Regions from separate parts of the Mus musculus genome. Here regions 2 and 3 are each linked to region 1. Evidence: chromatin contacts called from public HiChIP or PLAC-seq and Micro-C data. All regions are on one chromosome and are shown on one strand. The core of a region is the stretch at or near the end of the contact, and the rest is flanking DNA. Distances in the headings are between cores, read along the strand shown.

The links. Hi-C and Micro-C count contacts between places; a contact is called where the count stands out from the background. HiChIP or PLAC-seq counts read pairs in DNA pulled down with a chosen protein or histone mark.
Region 2: a Micro-C map of embryonic stem cells shows a contact between it and region 1, with 3 times the contacts expected there. The contact joins two enhancer-like sites. A contact is called at or near these places in 1 of 39 promoter capture datasets (maxillary cranial neural crest), 1 of 484 Hi-C or Micro-C datasets (embryonic stem cells) and 3 of 115 datasets of contacts at active chromatin or transcription factors (astrocytes and embryonic stem cells).
Region 3: a contact with region 1 is called in an H3K27ac HiChIP or PLAC-seq map of embryonic stem cells, with 2.0 times the contacts expected there. The contact joins two enhancer-like sites. A contact is called at or near these places in 2 of 39 promoter capture datasets (cranial neural crest and maxillary cranial neural crest), 2 of 484 Hi-C or Micro-C datasets (both in the G1E-ER4 cell line) and 5 of 115 datasets of contacts at active chromatin or transcription factors (embryonic stem cells and microglia).

Annotation. Positions count from the first base shown.
Region 1 is chr14:19,984,440-19,987,928 of GRCm38.p6, forward strand. No RefSeq gene overlaps it. Among named protein-coding and RNA genes, the nearest start is that of Gng2, 8.9 kb to the left of the region's middle. RefSeq lists an enhancer at 23-3,489. Within about 2 kb of position 1,767, at least 311 of the 459 cell types and tissues checked have an H3K27ac peak or open chromatin away from gene starts, as enhancers often do. A contact at or near this core is called in embryonic stem cells, where this site is marked.
Region 2 is chr14:20,215,602-20,219,090 of GRCm38.p6, forward strand. No RefSeq gene overlaps it. Among named protein-coding and RNA genes, the nearest start is that of Kcnk5, 36 kb to the left of the region's middle. Within about 2 kb of position 1,535, at least 32 of the 459 cell types and tissues checked have an H3K27ac peak or open chromatin away from gene starts, as enhancers often do. A contact at or near this core is called in embryonic stem cells, where this site is marked.
Region 3 is chr14:19,768,056-19,771,544 of GRCm38.p6, forward strand. Nid2 (nidogen 2) reads left to right here. Exons shown (of 21, transcript NM_008695.2): 4 at 155-882. Among named protein-coding and RNA genes, the nearest start is that of Nid2, 19 kb to the left of the region's middle. Within about 2 kb of position 1,911, at least 48 of the 459 cell types and tissues checked have an H3K27ac peak or open chromatin away from gene starts, as enhancers often do. A contact at or near this core is called in embryonic stem cells, where this site is marked.

The DNA of each region.
Region 1 (3,489 bases), core at 517-3,016:
ATTAGGATCTTCCTAGGAAACAGAATACGGCGCCTGTTTCACGACGTGTATACAATCAAAGGGAATCAACAAAGAAAATAGTTATCGGATAAATATATGTACACTGTGATACATTAAACCCTGCGAAGGAGAAGAAAAGGGTTCAGAGGGGCAGGGACACATGGTCTATTTTAAGTAAGAGGAATTTCAAAGGGTGCTGTCCATGCTGATTTTTTTTCTTTGATCTCTCTCTTCCCCCCACACCTTCTGATTCATTCCTAGTTTTCTTTGCTCTGTGTTCTGCCTACAGGATCTTCAAGATGGGTCTTTAGTCCTGACTCTTTATCGTCTCCTGCTCATACTCAGCTGTCTCCTCCTTGCACTGACTTAGCTGTGTGACTTTTAAGGGTAAGCCACAAAATGCTCTAGAGCCCCCAGCTTGGCCTCTCGAGTCAGCCATTTGGTGAGTCCCAGTGGCAGGTTGTGAGGGCACTCAAGGCTCTGTGGCGAGAGAAAGGCTCCCGGATCTCCTGTCAAGAGCCAGCAGCCACCTGAAGCCTTGTGAGCCACCTTGGGAGTGACTCTCCAATCAGGGCAAGCTTTCAAACAACTGACATCCTGACTATACTATAACAGGAGAAGGGGCCTGAAGCTACAAAGACTAGCTCCCAAATTCATGACTCACAGACACTGCAAGAAATGGTTAATGTTTATTGTTTCTAGCATCTGTGTGTTGGGGAGAAGTCGCTATGCGGTAACACTGTATGTGGCTCTTTCTGCCTCTGCTTTTCATCAGCGTTTGGCCAATGGGCTGCAAGTGAGGTCAGCATGTTCCTTACCACACTGCTTTGGTTCTGATTTCCTTCCACAAAAGCCACAAGTCCTCTGGACGTGCCTGCTGTTTCCAGGACTGCAGCTGTCTGTGCTCCTGCCACACCAGCTCCTTCAAGTCTGCATGTGACACTGGATCTTGCTGTGGTTCCCTTAACCCTCCACACACCATTGTGACCAGTCCCTTCCCTCTTGCAAAACTGCCTGCCTTTTGATTCCAGACTAGTTTAAACGAATGGTAGGGGAGGCTGTCTGCATAGATTACCGGGAGGAAGTGAGAGAAAGCCTTCTTTCTGTTTCTAGGGCACAGTGTTCAACAAGTGCTAACCCTGGGGTCAGCAGATGTTTTCAAGGAATACCAAAGGGAGAACATGGGGAAGGAATGCAGGAGAGAGCTGGGGAGTAGGGATGGGGAGGTGGTCGGGAGCCACATTTGAACGGGTTTTGTGGTGGATGGTGATTTAGTGAACACGGTGCACAGCAGTGGGGTGGCATGGGGTGGCGTGGGGAACAGGCTGATGGCCATGGCAGGGTCTGAGCTACCCGATAAGAGTGAAGGTTTTAAAAAGGGAAACTGCAACTACAATCAGAAGTTTCCCGCCCCTCCCCCACGGGTTTTTTGGCTTGTTGTTGTATGTGTTTGAGATGGGCTTTCTCTGTGTAACAGCCCTGGCAGTCTTGGAATGCTTTGTACAACAGGCTACCCTCAAAATCAGAAATCCCCCAGCCTCTGCCTCCCGAGGGCTGGGATCAAAGGCTTGGGCCACAACCTGGGCTACTTTTACTTTAGTTTAGAAAGCATGGCTCAGGATGACAGATAATACAGGCATGGAGGAGAGAGTCAGGGTATGTGTTCAAATAAAGGTTGTGAGAATTTGCTGGACAAGAGAGAAGGAGAGGAGGGGGATGAAAGGTTGAAAGTGAGTGATGGAGGCCAGAGCGGTGTGCAGAGATGAGAACAGAGGGGGAAGTGGAAGCGGAAGAGTGTGCAGAGAGGAGGAGAAAGCCAACAATTTCCTCATCTCAGCTGGTACAGGAAAAGAACAACCCGCTTTGTTTTTTTTAAAGGAAGACTTTATTTTACAAGAAAAGGGCTTTTACAGCCACACCAACGCTCTACTCCTATCTCTTGGCTTGTTCCCGTGTTGCCAATAAAAGACTTTTAAAAGCAAAGAGTGTTTCTTCCACTTTATTGTGTGACAGTCTTCCTCTAAAAGTCACACCAGTAAACCCAGAAGGGAAATCTGTGCCTGATGGGGGTTCAGACTCCTCTTTGTCACCAAACATCTATCTGCCAGTAAATAGATTCTGTCACATTTCCTCCTCGCTTCCTCGCTTGAAGACTCTAATGACCAGGCCTATAAAAAACACATCACAATACTTAGCCAAATCCACTTTGAATCTGAAAGCTGATTACTTTCAACTACTAACACGTGTGACAGGAAACAAGACCCTTCTGCTTTTCTCTGGCCAGCACCCAGAGCTCTGTTTGCACTGCAGCCATAAACTTAGAGCGGTACCACACCGAGGCAAAGTCTCCTCCTGCAACAGGGATACCTGCCTTTCCCGGCAGGCTGCGAGCTTCAGGCAGCCTGGGGTTAGAAAACTTCCTTTAGCTGACTTGACCTGTCAGAGCCCTGTGTCCTGTGCAGCAGAGGAGAAGGGGAAGTCCTCTGCTCTCTGTGGCATCTGCCACAGGCTCGGCACCTTCCGGCTGCATGATGCTGGCGCCAGCACAGGCCTGTCTCCATACCAGAGTTTGCGAGCTTCTTTTCTTTTTCTTTCTTCTCCTTTCTCTGCTTTTCTTTCCTTTTCCTTCTTCCCTTCCTTCCTTCCTTTTTCTTTCTTTTGGTTGCTGTTTTCAGAATGACCTTTGTCTAAAAAATTCTGAAAGCTTCTAACAAGGGACACAGCCCACTGTGATAAATGGTCTTTTCCCCCATCCCCCTCTGGTTACCATGGCAACGTCGGATGACTGATTTCCTGGTTGCCATGTAAATGCAGTGGGATTCCAGCCTGCTCTACCACACAAAGACGTCAGTAAGAAAAGCTAGGAAACAGAACAGAACGAAAAATCATATTCCAAAAGACAATTTCATTGCCAGTTGTCTTGCCTCACACAAAAGGCGAGGGAAAGAGCCAAATGTAGTTAGAAGTAGCGCTCCTCCCGAGGTGGGGAAATGTGTAGCTTCCCACATGGCTGGGAAGAATGGGAAAGAAAGGGGGAAATCCCGAGCAGTTGGCATGGCGACAGGAAGACAGATGCTTTTCTCAGGTGGCTGGAGCCCACCAGCAATCAGACCCACCCAGAAGAAATCTGAAAGATTTAGTCGGCTGGATTCCACACCAAACAAAAGGATAGGTCTTGTGGATCCTCTTCACAATGCTTTTGCTTATATAACTTTAAAAAAAAAAAAAAAAAAAAAAAACAGAGCTGAGATTCCAAACGTTTTCATTTTACGTTTGGTCATGTGGAATTTTTATTTCTATCCAATCATTTTGTAAAATTAAAGACAAATTAGTAACTACTTGTCTCCCTTTTGTTGATATGTAACTCCTTGCTTAAAACTGCATACCAAAAATTGGTCAATCTAGATTACTTATCATAGCCTGAATATTTATCTTGTGCTTAGTAAATCCATAGTACACTAGTTTGAGAGAAAATGTAAAATATATTTT
Region 2 (3,489 bases), core at 285-2,784, 230 kb after region 1:
GACTCGGGAGGCTAATGGGAGAGGGGTTCCATCCATGATGGCTTTCCTATACTGTTGCTGTGGGGTCACTCGGGAACCTGTCAGTCATCCCTCACCCAGTTCACTTGCAGGTTCCCAGGAGAGAACGGACCTTGTAAGGAGATGGCTGGTGTTGTTTGCCTCTCCCTGGGGAAGGGATTCTCCCCAGACACCCCGCCTAGCACCATTTGCACCTTGAAGGTTGTTCTGTCAGTACAAAAAGATTTCTCCCTACCCTTGTTTGCTTTTCTGCTGCCGTGATAAATACTATGACCAAAAGCAACCCAGGGAGGACAGGTTTATATCATCTTACAGCTTGAAGGGAAGTCAGGACAGGAACTCAGGGAGGAACCTGGGGGCAGAAACTAAAGCAGAAGCCACGGGAAACGCTGCCTACGGGCTTGCATCCTGTGGCTGGCTCAGCCTGCTTGTTCATTACCATCAAGAACTCCTTGCCTAGGGCTGGCAGCACTCACAGTTGGTGGGGCCTTTCCATATCTATATTCATCAAGAAAATGCCCACAGAGTTGCCGACAGGCCAGTGTTACAGAGGCATTTTCTCAATTGAGATTATCCTCTTCCCAGATATGTTTGTGTCAAGTTGACAAAAACAACCAGCACAACACCCCGGTACCACCTGTCCAGGGGTGGCACTGCCCATAGTGGGCTGGACCCTCCCACAAGAAACCATCCCCACAGATTTGCCTACAGGCCAATCTGATGGCAATCCCTCAGCTGACAGTCTTTCTTCCTAGATGACTCTACCTTGGTTTTTTTTGGTTTGGTTTGGTTTGGTTTGGTTTTTGGTTTTTCAAGACAGGGTTTCTCTGTATAGCCCTGGCTGTCCTGGAACTCACTTTGTAGACCAGGCTGGCCTCGAACTCAGAAATCCACCTGCCTCTGCCTCCCTAGTGCTGGGATTAAAAGTGTGCGCCACCATGCCCAGCATGACTCTACTTTGTATCAAATTGACAAACAAACAAACCTCACAAAAGACAAATGCTAACAAGTACTGCCCCATTCTTTTACATAGCTGCAGGGTCCTGTTGTTTAAATACAGCATCATTTCCAACTAGTCCCTACTGGTGGGCATTTAAGTTGTAACCAACTATTGTAGGCTTCTGTAAACAGCCTACAGGTGCCATTTTGCACGTCTAAGGTCTGTAGGATAAATTTGTCTCAGGACACCTCAGGCTCGTGGGTCTTAGACATTGGTTCTGTTTGTGTGTTTGCTTCCGGTGTGGCTGACTCATTGTTTTCTGTGTGTCTGGGATGTTCTTGGCCTTTATGGCTCAGTTCTTAAGACGGGACCGTGAGATGAGGTGGCTTGGGACAGTGGGGGCCCTTGGAGGAGCCTCTGATGGGAAATGACAAAGTGCTGGGCTGTGAGTGGGTTGGTAGTGGAAAGGGATGGGGTGAGACACCGCACACTCAGAAGTCTGAAAGGAGTCAGCCAAGACCTAGGCCTGATTCAATCAACCTGGACCAGAATGAGGGTGGGGCTCCTCTCTGGAGGCATCTCACTTTTCCACTGCCTAGAGTGATTCAGAGCAGGACAGACCCCCACCCCATCCCCACCCCCAGGGTGGGCTTTGCCAGCCTGGCCTGGGGGAAGCTTCTGCCCGGTTTCTGTGGAGTGGGACAGAACTGTGTGTGGGATGACTACCCACTGTCCAGTTTAAAACCGAGTCTACACCTACACTTCCTTTTAGTGTGTGTGTGTGTGTGTGTGTGTGTGGTGAGCACATGTATATACATGCACGTGCCAGAGAGCACAGATAGAGATCTGAGGAGCAACCTTGAGTATTAGTGTTGAGGTTAGGTCTGTTGCTACATATTGTAATGCTAATTCTGTACCAAAAGGTCTAGGCCTCGGAGTGAATTCTCTCAGTTACAGACTTTTGTTGTGCAGATCTTGTTCCTTGTTTAAAAAAAAAAAACTATTAAAAAAATAATTGGCTACAGACAATGACTGGAAGGATTAGAGGTAAGTGGGTTTTGAGTTACAAGGTTGGGGGTAGAGAAGAGAAAGCAGAGACCAGGAGGAGAAGGAAGAACAAAAAAAAAAAAAAAGAGGAAGCCATCATGAGAGGAGATGGACCATGAGCCTGTGGCCAGGAGAAACAGCAAGTATCTGGGGTACACTGCTGGGGAGGCAGCCAGGTCAGCAGTTAGAAAAGTACCTTAGGGGTTACTCCCCAGTAATTATCAAAGCCAAATAAAACAAATCAGAGCCTGGGTCTTACTTATCTGTCACCTAGTTGAGGATAAGTTTAAATTGGTTGTACTACATGTTAGTCCTCATCTTCCAACTTGTTGGCTTTTATTGATTTATGTACTCATTTAGGTATTTATTCATATATTTATTTATCTATTTATTTTTGTTTAAAATATTTTTAATTGAAAATAGTTTATTCTATACAATATTGTTTAATTATGGTTTTCTCTCCCTCAACTCCTCCCAGTTCTTCCCCACCTCCCCCCATCCAGATTGACCTCTTTTCTGTCTCTCCTTAGAAAACTGGGAGGTAGGCATGGCGACACAAGCCATCTCAAAGATCCATAGAGTGAGCTCCAGGACAGTCAGAGCTACACAAAGGAACCCCAAAATAAACACAGAAGAGAAAATAAAATTAGCAGGCATCTAAGGGGTTGTAGTATAATAGTATGTAATGTAATAATATGATAAAAAGAAAAAACAAGCCAGTTGAAATAGAAAGAAACAAACAGAAGGAAAAGGGCCAAAGAAAAATCACAAGAAACACATAGACACAGAGGCACACACAGCCACACCCATGGGAATTGTATAAAAACACAACACCAGAAGTCACAATATATACTCAAAGGGCCTGTAAGGTTTAAAAGGAAAAAGAAAAAAAAAAAAAAAAAAGCCTTGACAACATTCTCAGACACAGAACTCCCGAAGATGCTCTTGAGTTCGTTTTCTTGTTGGCCATCTACATCTGGGCATGTGCCCTACCTATCCTCAAAAGCAGTGTTTAGATCCAGATATCCACCAACAAATGAATAGATTTAAAAAAAAGTGCATTTACATAAAGAAAGTTTACTAAGCTGTTAAAAACAAATGAAAATATGAAATTTGCAGGTAAATGGATGGAACTAGAAAAACAAAGTCATCCCGAGTGAGGTAATGTGTTCCCAGAAAGACAAACATGGTGTGTATTCAAAATACTTATATGTGGATGTAGATGCTAGCTGTAAGGCCAAATGAGACCCAACTGCAATCCACAGAACCACTGATTAGGTAAGAAAGGGACCGGGTGACAGGGATAGATCTCCCTAGGAATGGAAAATAAAATAGATAGTTATAGATGAATGAGACAGGAACAGGCTGGAACTCGAGTATCAAAAGGGGAGGGAGGGAAGAAGGGAACAAGAGAAGTGAGTGATACGGGGAAGGAGAGCTGAAATTAAGGAAGGAGTCATACAGAAACCTGATACAGTAGAAGC
Region 3 (3,489 bases), core at 661-3,160, 220 kb before region 1:
TGAATCCACAGTACATTTGGAACACAAGTTTTCTTGTTAGCATGAAATTTGTGCTCTGGCTCAACTCTGATCTTTATAGTCTTTTGGTTTCAGAACAAACTCTGAAGGAGAATGAATGGACTGCTTACAATCAGCTCTTCTCCTTTGTTCTTAGGCTAAGCAACCTGGGGATTCCTGGAGTGTGGGCTTTTCACATCGGCAGCAGGTTTGCCCTGGACAATGTCCGTCCAGCCACAGTTGGAGGTGACCCTTCCACAGCCCGTTCCTCAGCACTGGAGCACCCCTTCAGCCATGCTGCAGCCCTGGAGAGCTACACCGAGGACAGTTTCCATTACTACGATGAGAATGAAGAGGATGTTGAGTACCCACCAGTTGAACCGGGGGAGGCCCCGGAAGGCCACAGCAGAATTGATGTGTCTTTCAATTCAAAGGCTGATCCAGGCCTTGTGGACGTCGGCACCTCATCTCCAGGTTCCGACCGCGCTTCTCCTTGGCCATATCCAGCACCTGGTAACTGGCCATCCTACCGGGAAACAGAATCGGCTTCTTTGGACCCTCAAACCAAACAGGGGCGGCCGGTGGGAGAGGGAGAGGTTCTGGATTTCAGGGACCCAGCGGAGCTTTTGGACCAGATGGGTACCAGAGCCCCAGCTCCTCCAGAGGCAGATGCAGCTCTCCTAACTCCAGTCAACGAAGACCTTGGGGGCAGAAACACCCAGTCCTATCCAGAGGCAGGGCCAGTGCCTTCAGAGCCAGATGTTCCTGTCCCTCCTCTGGAAGGAGAAGTCCTTCCTCATTACCCCGAGTCTGGTCACGTTCCGCCCCTGAGAGGAGGGAAGTATGTGATAGGACTGGAGGACCACGTGGGATCTAATGATCAAGGTAAGTGCATTGAACAACTTGGCATTTGGGATTTTGTTTAAAGAAAATGTAGCAGAGTTGACAAACTAGAAATGGTCAATCAACTGTGCTCATTTCTCTACTGGGCAGGCTGAGGCAGGCTGGGGCAGGCTGGGGCAGGCTGGGGCAGGCTGGGGCAGGCTGGGCAGGCTGAGGCAGGCTGGGGCAGGCTGGGGTAGGCTGGGGCAGACTCGGGTAGGCTGGGCAGGCTGAGGCAGGCTGGGGCAGGCTGGGGCAGGCTGGGGCAGGCTGGGCAGACTGGGGCAGGCTGGGCAGACTGGGGCAGGCTGGGGCAGACTCGGGTAGGCTGGGCAGGCTGAGGCAGGCTGGGGCAGGCTGGGCAGGCTGGGGCAGGCTGGGGCAGGCTGAGGCTGGAGGATTATCTAGGTTTAAGACTAGCATAGGCTATATAGAGAATTCCAGGCCAGCCTGGATTATAGAGTGAAACTTCTTCCAAAACAAAACAAAAAATACAGCTGTGGTTTTCTTCTGAGTGAATAGGTGAAAAGTTTAGCAAGCAGATTGGAACTGATTTTTCCTCCTTGTGTTTAAGGAGATAAATTCCCTTTGCCAAGTACATCTTGGCAGAAGAGTTCTTCTTGGAGCCTCCTGACCATTAATAATGTGTTCTAAAAAATTAGGCCTCATGGAGTGGGGAAAGAGCTGGGCCACTTGTGCCAGCTCTCCTCCCAAGTGTAATGAAATATTTCAGTTTGCAAGTTCAGGGAAGGTGAGCCATTTCGAGGCTTCGTAGGCATTGCAGGATGGAGGGCACAGCCATCTAGCTTTGGCTATGGTGAGTTCATTGTGCAGACTTAGGCAAACATGCTAAAGAGTCTGCAGGGGAAGATCATGGTAAACACCTCTGCCTGCTGTCATTTCTGATTCTCATCCTCACAGCTGTGGCCTTCACCTCCCCAGAACCTTATCCTCATTCCATGATGCACTGATCGTAGCCCGGGAATGCCCAGAGGGGACAGCTTTTCATCCACACTGATGGACTGGGAAACTGGCCCCAGCTTCGTCCCCCCAACCCCCCTCCCAGGGCCTGCTCACTGATCTCTGCCAGGAGGGAAGGGTCAGAGGTCACGGCTCTCTCCACAGTGTTTCAACTTTACAGTTTTTGTCAGTGTTTTGGCAAAAACATTAACCTAGCAAAGAGGACCTTCTGGTTCTGCTAGGACATTTCCTGAAGGTTCAGGAGTTAGTCAGAGAAATACTTCAGGAGGGAAGAAAACACTTTGTGTTTAACAGAGCAGAGTGTAATAGTTAGGGAAGGGACATTGGTGTCAAGATGAATCTTGGCCAAACTGAGACAACTTATTTCACCCCCAACCAAGTCTCTGATTTTCTATAAATGTATTGCCAGAATTTAATGTGAATTTATGTGACGTTCTGTGCACCTCCATTAGTCGGTTCTTTAAAAGAAAATAGCCGCTGTTGTTACTAATCTTTAGAGGACTTAAAATATGGGAAATGGGTTGGAGGATGGGTAGAGAGTGAAGAGCTAGGCTGGAAAACGAAAGAGCTGAAAACAAAAAGACTCATTAAAAAGCTTTTGACGCCTGGCTGCTTTTCGCCTTGATGAAGTCTGATGAAAGGTTGTTTCTGTAAAGTCAAAGACATGGACTTTTTTTTTTAAGGTTCTAGAACTTTCAGATCCTTCTAACAATCTCCAAAAATTTCAGTGCGGGTTCTTTCTATGTAAAGAGATTTAAAGGCATGAATCAAAGGTTTTCTCAATGAGATTTTGTGGTACAGATGTGTTTCTGAGCGGCCTTTTGTTGGGGGTTGTATTTTCCCAAGAACAGCGCACAGTTACTGAAAAGTGGATCTGTGTACAGTTGGCTGCAACCTGGGTAGCTGGATATAGCCCAGCAAAAACTGTAAACTCACTTGAAACATTCTGAGCTTTTTCTTTTATAACTCAGTCAGGGTTCTTGAAGCACGAACTTTGTAGATGACAATGTGTCACAGTGTCAAAGGTTGTGCATGGCTGTTTAAGAGCTCAGAAAAGCCTGAAGTGGGACTGACCACTGGGAACTGAGGGTAACGGCATAACTAACCCGGGAGGGGCTTGAACTGTGATATTTATCAGCTGCCAAATGTAGCCAATACTGACATCTAAATGCCAGAATGTTTCTGAAAAAGACATTCAGGGGGAGATTGCCTAACTGGAAGCTTTTAAGTCTCAGAGGAAAAAAAAAATACTGTTAGATTTTATTTAAATTATATTTTTGTGTGTTCATGTGTGCAAGTTCATGTGTGCAAAAAAAAGGGCGTTTGTGAGCTGTGTGAAGCACAGAAGCATGTAGTTGTTACTTATGCTCAGAGGAAACACTGCTGTCCCGGAGGTTTATCCAGTAGCTGTGGCCTTACTCTGGGGGTGACTGAGACCTGCACATGCCAGCTCAGAGTAGGAAGTCCCCAGCTTCCGGTGGAGGATGGCCTGAGCACCCACAGCTCTGCTGTGTAGTTTGAAGAGAGATCCTGTTAGAGCCTTATTTTCTGAAGAGAAAGCACCGATCCCAGGAAATGTTAGCTTCCCCTTTACGCGTGTACAGCTCACTCTGCTGAGTCCGGGAATTA